Regions from separate parts of the Oryctolagus cuniculus genome. Here region 2 is linked to region 1. A link is a contact called in public Hi-C data. All regions are on one chromosome and are shown on one strand. Each heading gives the region's core, a stretch centred on a gene start, on an enhancer-like site or on the middle of the called end of the contact. The rest is flanking DNA. Distances are from core to core; before and after follow the strand shown. Region 1 has its middle 93 kb from the start of C18H16orf78. Region 2 holds the start of ZNF423 (zinc finger protein 423).

The links. A called contact is a pair of places that touch in the nucleus more often than the background predicts.
Region 2: a Hi-C map of an unstated tissue shows a contact between it and region 1, with 2.3 times the contacts expected there. The contact joins the promoter of ZNF423 here to the enhancer-like site in region 1. A contact is called at or near these places in 2 of 6 Hi-C or Micro-C datasets (psoas muscle and an unstated tissue).

Annotation. Positions count from the first base shown.
Region 1 is chr18:33,130,283-33,134,657 of mOryCun1.1, reverse strand. No RefSeq gene overlaps it. Among named protein-coding and RNA genes, the nearest start is that of C18H16orf78, 93 kb to the right of the region's middle. Within about 2 kb of position 1,842, at least 1 of the 8 cell types and tissues checked has an H3K27ac peak or open chromatin away from gene starts, as enhancers often do.
Region 2 is chr18:33,465,583-33,469,957 of mOryCun1.1, reverse strand. It overlaps ZNF423 (zinc finger protein 423), which reads left to right and starts at 1,908. Exons shown (of 8, transcript XM_051833900.2): 1 at 1,908-3,423. The coding sequence starts at 3,384.

The DNA.
Region 1 (4,375 bases), core at 593-3,092:
ATCACTGGGCAGGCGCACACTGTGGCACCTGCCTGTCTACAGGACTGTGCATCGGTCACGCTAGGCTGGGTTAGGGCACAGTCACAAAAGTCCAAAGTCTCTGCGGCATGGTAGAGCAGATGCATTGCTCACTTTATCACAGGGCCATCCTGCGTCCTCGGGCGTCTTTCTTCATCATAGTCCTTAGAGTCAGGCTCTGCGAGCCAACAACGCCACCTTAAATGTGGCCGGTAACCAATCCGAGGGAAGGAAAGAACTTGCGGGGAATTGCAGACTCTCAATTCAGTGTTCTTGCCTGGGAGAACCCCCTCCCCATACACCCACACAAACGTCCACTTCAGCCACAGTGCACCGGCCATCAGTCGGCACATGGCCCTACTCCCTCACATGGGAGCCAGGAAGGGCAGTCCTACCGTGGCGTGGAGGAAGTGGGAATGGGCTAGCCTTGGCAAACTGCACCAAAGACTTCCACAGACTGCCTGCACCTTCTCCATCACTTCTGGAGCAGGGAATTGTTAATTAAATGGATGCAGAAATGGAATATAAAACTGAATTTGGGGCTGGTGTTGTGGTACAGAGGGTGAAGCTGCTGCTTGCAACATAGGCATCCCATGTTGGAGTTGCTGGTTCGAGTCCCGGCTGCTCTGCTTCCCATCCAGCTCCCTGCTGATGCGCCTGGGACAGCAGCAGAAGATGGCCCAAGGGCTTGGGCCCCTGCATCCACGTGGGAGGCCTGGATGGAATTTCTAGCTCCTGGCTTTGGCCTGGTCAAGACCTCACTGTTGTGGCTATCTGGGGGAGTGAACCAGCAAAGGAAAGCTCTTGGTCTCTCCCTCTCTGTTCTGTGCCTTTTCAATAAATAAATAATTTTTTTTTTTAAAATTGAATTAATGACCTGGAAAGGCCCAGGGGGAGAATATGTATGAGAAGGCTTTAAAAAGCTCATGAAAAATACATATTATGTAAAAACGATGTATGAATTAAAGCAAAATTGTACCCAAATAAACTCACCTTCTAATTCCATTTTTTCCTGGGACTTTTTGGAGCCACCCCTCCCCCGACACTTTATCGTGTGAAAACCAGGGAGCCTGGCAGACCTGGGTTCAAACCCGAGTTCAATCACGGCACTTCGCTTCTCCGAGCCTCCACATTTCCGCTGGCGGAATGGGAAAACTCGGGAGGGCTCAGTTTGCAAAGAGGTCAGCGGGCACCGATTCGCTCCAGGCGGCGGAGGCACGGCAGGCTGAGTGGCCTACCTAACTCTCTGAGTCCCTGTCCTCAGCCCGCCGGCCTCTCGCAGGGCGCCCGAGAAGCGGCGGCTCCTGACGCCCACGCCCGGTCCGATCGCTCTCACCTGGGACACCTGCCTGCGCCAGGAGCGCACCGCGGGCCCGGGCACCGCCCCCTCCCGCCCCTGAGCCCCGATTGGCCCTGCCGGCGCCGGCCCCGCCCACCCTGCACCCGCCCCGCGGAGCCGCGTGGCCGTCACTTATTTGTGGTTATTAATTACCGAAGGCGCAACCGCGCTTCTGTGCATAAAAATATGTTTGAGCACTTTCTACTTAAACTTTAAAGAGAACGTTAATCAATTTTATTTTAACAAAATGACCTTAAGCAGGGGGAAAAAAATTGGTGTTATTTGCCCAAACAGGCAAATTAATTTCTCTCTCTTGAGAAATCTGAGAAGTTTCCAGAAATAGCTGTGTGTAATTTCCACCTGCCCTGGCCGCTCCTGGCTGGAGCGCGAAGCCCCCGGCTCGGGCCCCACCCAGCCGCGGAAACTGAAAACCGCGGGGTCCCTGCGGGACTCCAGCCGCCCCGAGCCGGCCCGCGTCGCAGGGCCCCGCACGAGGGCGCTGCGGGCTCGGAGAGGCCGGCCCTGCCTGGCCCGGGTCCTGCGGCCGGGGGCGCGCTGGGCGCTGGGTTCCGGGGCGCGGCCTGCCCCGCGCCACTCTGCTGAGGTCCCACTGCGCTCCGCCCTGGTGGGGCCGGGCCCCTCTCAGGTGGTCGGCCTGGAGTGCGGGGCTGGGCTCTGGGCGCTGAGGGAGCTGCGGGCCTCTCCCAATTCATCCGTGCTACTGAAGCTGCGGCCTCGCGGTGCCTGGGTTCAAGCCCTCCTGGGCTCCAGCCCGGGGCCTTGCACACCGTGGCAGCCCCCGGTGCCCCAGCCACTGGGCTCCTGCCCCCGACACGGGAGACCCTGATTGAGGGCCCAGCTGGTAGCTTGGCCCAGACAGCCTCTGCAGGCGATTGAGGAGTGACCAGGGGACGTCTCCATCCCTGACTCTAAAATAAATGAAGACAAAGAATTTCTTTGTAAGTTGGTGGAAAATGCTATTAAGAGAGAATTTCATGTTGCAAAGCTTTTTGAAATCTGTGCCTAGGAGCAGGTCTCCACAAAGTCAGTGGAAAATGCGTGTTATAAAAAAACCTGCATGGATTTAAAAAAAAGTGTTAGCATCAAAATCAGTGTATTAATTCCATTTTCCGTGAACTTTTCACAGTGCTCCTGTAGAAATATGCTTCTCCCAGCTCTCCGCAGCTCCTGTGAGGGTGGGTGAGACAGTGCTGGCGGGAGTCAGCTCCAAGGGTGCTATCCCCAGTACCTACAGCAGTGTTGGGACGCACTAGATGCTCAGTAAATATTTGCTGGTTCAACAAATGAATGAGCATGCTGAACACACTAGCTGTTCCAGTAGTCTTTATCGCTACTGGTTATGACTGCAAGTAGGATTTGAGCAGGTTTTTTTCCAAATATAAGTAAGATCATAACATAGAAAATTGCTTTCAGATTTGCATTTGCCGGTTAGCTACCCTCTTCACTTTCTGGATATTCTGATAGAATCAAAGGGCCAGGTGCCCGCTTCTTCTCCCTGTGTTTGCTGAATGCATAGGTCGGAGCCTGTAGCAGCAGCCACAAGCCCAGGGCTGACAGGTGCAGGCCAGCAGTGTGGCTGTGGCACCGGTGCCAGCTGCTACCTAGCTCCAGGTCAGGCTGTGGTGGGACAGTGAGAATTTGGTGAGGTACCGTGGTAGGCGCCAGTGCAGTGGGCATGTGTGAGGGGTGCCTGCCAGTGGGTGGTCACTCCATGTCCACAGAGCAGGCTGAGGCCTCCAGGGGCGCTAAGAAGACTCTGAGGAGCACAGAAGTCTTGTGTAGCAATCCACAGGGAAGCCGGCTTCTGCCCCTGCCCCAGCTCCTGGTGTGGACAGACAGCCCAGGGACAGAGCTCGGGGATGCTGGCCCTGTGTCGTCCCAGCCAGCGGGCATCCAGCCTGGCCGCATGCTTCTTGTGCAAAGAACAGGCACTGGGCAGGGAGCCCTGCCCTTCGTGGTCACCGGGTCCCCCTGTGGCTCCAGGCCAGGCCTCACCTTGCTCTGGTCCTCTGATTGTTCATCTGGGAAGTGAGTGTGGGATCCAAGCTCTCGGGGCAGTCGGTCTGAGCTTTAGGGCTCCCTAGGTTATTGGGGCTTCCTAGGGGGCCCCGGGGACTGGGATGGGGCTCAGGGCCGGCCTTTAAGTCTGGGAGTAGGAATGGGGGTGCTGCTCGGGGGCTGCCGAGATGTCTGAGTGCCCACTGCGCTTGGCAGCACTCCCAGTGCACCGAGCGCCCTGGGGACGGGTTCATCCACCTCCTACAGAGCAGGAGAGACAAATCCACCCCAAGAATGCGGTGAAGAAGTCACCCGGAGCCTCTGTCTTCCTGATGACACACAGCTCCCCTGGGCCCTCAAAGGGGAACGCCCCCCCCCCCAACCCGGGCAGCCTGAGGGCTCCTGGCTCTGGCCCTGGCCACCTTGTACCCCCACACTGTGGCTGTGCCCCGCCTCCTGGCATCTCTGAGTCTCTGGCTGCTGTCTCCTTCCTCTTGCTCTGGGTGGGCCCACGCTGATCTGATGGCTCGTTCAGGGCTCCGCTCAAGCGCCCACTGCCTGCAGAGAGGCCTCCCGTGCCTGCCCTCTGGCCCTGCCTGGGTTTTCCTGAGCTCCTGAATCCTCCCCGGCACCCAGCGCTACTGGAAGCAAACGGCAAATTCAGAGTTCTGGCACTCCCACACAGTTACACCCTCGTTTCCTGGTGAGAGGAGCTGGTGCTAGCCCTACCCTAAGGCGGGAGGTGCCGGAGCCAAGAGAGGAAACCAGGCACTCACCTGCAAGCCGGGCTGTTCCACTCTGTGCACCTGCGCGGAGCAGTCAGGCAAAAGGGAGGATGTTGAGAACAAAACCCAGTGCTTGAAGATAACAAGAGGAAAAAGTTCTAACTGCTTAGAATGATGTAAAAAAAATCATTGAAAAGTAACTACACAAAAATATGTCCCGCACGTTGTTGCTTGGTTTCGTTCCCTTATCAACGTGTTGTTCCTTCCTCCTCGT
Region 2 (4,375 bases), core at 659-3,158, 340 kb before region 1:
GGGTCCTCCCCATCCTGTTAGCTCCACCTCGGGCCTCTGAGCCTCCTGCGGCTCCCTGAGGGTGGAAAAGGGCAGCGCGGCGTCCTCCCCGCCCCGTGACCCCTCCTCTCCTACCGCACGCCCCTTCCCCGTTGTGCTCCATTTGTCCGCCCCCTCTCTCTCCAGGCTCCCGCCTGGGCAGGACCCGCCGTCTCCAGCCCCCCAGAGAGCCTGGGCGGGCGAGCGGGGGGGGGGGGGCGGCTGGTCTCCGCCCCCTCCCCCTAGGGGAGGCGGCCCGCGGCGGGGGCACCCCGGAGCCGAGGCCAATCGCCCCCTCCCCCAGCGTGTGCCATCTGCCGCCTGTCAGCCTCTCTCCGCGGGCCTCGGTCCCAGGCGCCGGCGGGGGTGGGGGCAGCGGCTGACTCGGCCCCTCCTTCCTGGCTCCTTCCCCGGCGCCTCGCGGCCTCTGCCCTCGCCTTGGCCCTGGGCAACCCCTGTCAGACCCAGGCCGGCCATCCCTGCGCTGCGGGGAGGCGGTCCCCATTCCCTCCGGGAGGCCAGGCTATTGGACCCCCTCGGACGCACGAGTCCGGGGACAGCGGTGGCGGGAGGGTGGTGGTGGTGGTGGTGGTGGCTGTGGCAGCCCACGCGCGGGCAGGGGGCGGCCCCCAGGGCCTCCGTCCTGATTAGGGCACGTCCCTGTCTTAGACCGAGACCTTCTCGCCGTCAGAGTGGGGGCCTCGGCTTTGCGTCTCGCGGGTCCCCCGCCTCCGCTCGGGCCTTTCTCCGCGTCCGCCGGCCCGCACTCCCCAGCCGCAGGGGTGCGGGGGTGGCATCCACCTCGGCAATCAGCCCAGCACGGGGCTGGCGAGCAGGGCCCGGCGGGACCGAGAGGCGAGCCGAGGGGGGGCGCAGGCCCGGCTGGCGGGCGGGCTGGGGAGCTGCGGGGCGCGGGCACCCTGCTTGGGGCGGGCGCCGCTGCCCGGCCGGGTTCGGCGCTGCTCGCGGCGGGCAGCGGGTTTTTCCGTGAAAGGTTGCCCTGGGTAACTCGTCTCCGTGGGGACACAGCCCTCCCTCTCCAAGTGGCAACTTATCGATCCGCGAGATTGATAACCCCCAGCGCCGCGCCGCGCCCCCGCTCGGCTCTCGGGGCGCAGGGTTGCGCCGGCCCAGGGTGGCGCCATTCGCTGGGAGGGCGGCAGTGTCCGCGCCTCCCCACTGCGGGGCTGGCCGGCGGCGGTGGGTAGGGGAGCGGGCGGCCTCCCGGGAAGTTCGGGGAGCTGCAGGGGGAGCACGTTCCCGAGCGTGAGCCCTTCCGGGGCCTGCTCTGGGACCCGAGCCTCAGGGAGCCCCTGGGCGGCAGGGACGCGCGGCGCCACCTGGTGGCGGGGGCAAAACTTAGTGGACAGTAGGAGCTGATTTATTCCTTTTTGTCAATCGTGAGCAGGAGGGGGTGCCACCGCAGCGTTTTGGGGGTGATGTCGTAGCTAGGAAGTGCACAGCGGCCGCGAGACACCTACAAACGCCGCGTGTTGGGGCAGGAGACACACGGCGAGCCCTGTGTTGGAGGAGTTTGTGGGACGTGGGGCAGTGGTGGTCGTCGGACACCGATCAGTACGCAAGACAGCAGCTGCGAGGGGCCAAGCCGGGCCCCGGGGAGTGTTCTCGCCCGCAGGGTGGCATTGCCTAGGCACCCATCTCAGATCGCTTCCCATTCCTACACTTTTCGCAATTTGCGTCGCTGGTGCATCTGGACGAGCTGGCGGGCCCGGTGCGGTTCCCTCCACCCACCGCCGGCCCCCCTCCCCTCCCCACCCCGCGCCGCCAGCGCCCGAGCCGGGGTCCCGCGTGCGGCTGCGGTGCCCGCGCCCGCGCCCGCGCCGTGCCTGCCGCCGCCGCCGCGGTCCGGGTTTTGCGGGCGGCCGGAGCTGTATTTCCAGCGCTGTCCATCGCTCGGTGCTGTTGGCCCTCTCTCCGTCTGATCCGAGCCGGAGCAGTGCGGGGCGCCCCACGGGATCAGAGCGCTCCCCCGCCGGGACTCCGCTCCTCACATCCTCCTGCTGGGACCCGGCTACATTTCCAGCCAAGCCTGGCTTTATTATGTGTCTCTGCAGTGCAGCCCCAGCAGCCGGATCGGGAGGAGGAGAGCCAGCGACCACAAAGAAGACAGGAGCGCGAGGGAGGCTGGCGGGCGGGCCGGCGCCGGCTGGAGCGCGGAGGAGCCGGGGCGCAGCCGCCGCCGCCGCTGCCCGGGAGGACGGGAGCCCGGCCGCCGCCGCCGCCAGCTCGACCTCCTCCTCCGCCACCGCGGCCGCCGCCTCCCCCCTCCCCGAGCCCCTGGCCCATGGAGGCAGCTAGCGGGGCCGGAGACTTGGCACCGGCCTGGAGATCGGCTGCGCGCCGCGCGCTGAGCACCGCAGCCCGAGGGCAGGCAGCGGCGGCCCGGCGCACGGGCTGAGCGATGCCCGGGGCACGGGCGCGCCTGCCCGCCGCCGCCTGAGCGCCCCTTCCTCCTCCGGGGGGCCGGTGCCGGACCGAGCCGAGAACCAGAGAAGGGGGCGTGAGCCGGGGGCCCCGAGCCGCGGCTTCCGAGCCACTGCGGCCGTTCCGAGCCCCCCTCCAAGTAGGCTGAGTTGAGGGACCACCCCCCTCGCCCCGTCCCCATCCATCACAATCTCCAAACCAGGCGTTTGGGCATTTTTGAGCCATTAATATTTATTATTATTTTTTTGTGTGCGGCAGGGGATAATTTGAAGGCTATTTTTTTTTTTTTCAGGGAGTACTGCGCTCCCGCGCTCCCGGTCTCCATTACCCCTGAGACCCTTCGACTCCAGCCCCGTTCCCCCTCCTCAGATGGGTTCATTGTGAGCTCCGCACCGGGCTGCGTGGCCGGACGCCTGCAAACTTTGCACAAAAATCCGGCAAGGGGCGGAGGAGGAGGAGAAGGAGGAGGAGGGCGAGGGTGGCGGTGGGGTGGGGGAGGGAGGGAGGGGGCCGCAGGGGCCGGGGGCCGGCGGGGGGTGGGGAGGAGGAGGGGGGCGGCTTTTTTTTTTTTTTTTTTTTTTTTTGCATAACTCGGCTCGGCCGAGTGGCCTCCGGACTCCCCGCGCCGCTGGGACCGCCGCTGGGACCGGGAGCCCCCGGCTGCCGCATTGCAACAGGCAGGGCCCCGGCGCGCCCCCCGGGCCTCCCCCCGCCCCCGAGCGGCCTCGGCCGGCCCGGGCCGCCCCCCCAAGGGAGGCCGCCCCGGACCTGCGGTCCGCTCCCCACGGCCGCCGACCCGGCTGCAAAAAAAAAAGTTTCCGAAAGGCAGGCGGAGAAGGGGGAGAAGGGCGGCCCGGAGCGGTGGGGGGCGGCGGGGGGAGCCGGCCGCGCAGGGCGACGGAGCGCCCGGAGCCCCGGACATGTCCAGGCGGAAGCAGGCGAAGCCGCGCTCGGTGAAAGGTGAGCGAGCGAGGCCCGGCGGAGGCGCGAGCGGGCGGGCGGGGAGGGAGGGAGTGAGGGAGGAGGGACCGGCGAGCGGGCGGGCGGCCGGGGACCGCGCGAGCGAGCCGAGAGGAGGAGGAGGAGGCGGCGGAGGCGGAGGCGGAGGAGGGGGAGGAGGCGGCCGGGCGCGAGAGGCGGAGGCGGCCGAGGGGGCACGCCGCGGACACCCTGGCCGCCCCGGACTCTCTGCGGCCCGGCGCCGCGCCCGCCGGGGACCCCGGCCTGGGGGCGCCGCGAGGGGCCCGCGCCGCCGCTCCCTCCGTGCGGGCCCGGGGCCCGCGTGGCCAATCAAGGGGTGCGGGCCCGACTTGGCGGGGATTGCGAATCGCGGCGGCCGCGGCGGCGGCGGGAGGAAGGAAGAGGCGGCAAGGACGGGCGCCGGGGAGGCCGCAGCTCAGAGGTTGCCGTCGCCTGCTGATTCTCCGGCCTCCGCCTGGTGCCCCGGGACGCGGAACGCGGCGGTCGCTGCTTGCGCGCGCCCCAGCCCTGGCCCCGGCCGCCCGGCGCCCCCTCCCCGCCTCTGCCCAGGCCGCGCTCTGCGCCCGGGCCCCCGCACTTCCTGCCTCCTCCGCCGAGGCCAACCGGGCAGGGAGCCTCCGCCAGGAGTTCATTGTCTGCGCCGCGCCGGCGGGACGAGGGTCTCTAGGGGAGCGCAGCGGTCGCCGTGCGCGCCTTTCCGCGCCTAGTGCTGGGGCCTCGACCCCTGGCGCTCGCACCCTGGACACCCAGGCCAGCTTCCTGTCGCGGGTCCCCGGGGTGCGCACGTTTGTGCGGGGACACGCACACGCACTCCCCCCCCCCCCCCCCGCCGCCGCCGCCGCCGCCTCCGGGCTTCGCTCTCCGTTTCCACCGCGCGCCCCCGGCTCCTCTGGGAGCAGAGGCCCCGGGGAGAGGCCGCGCTGGGTCACGG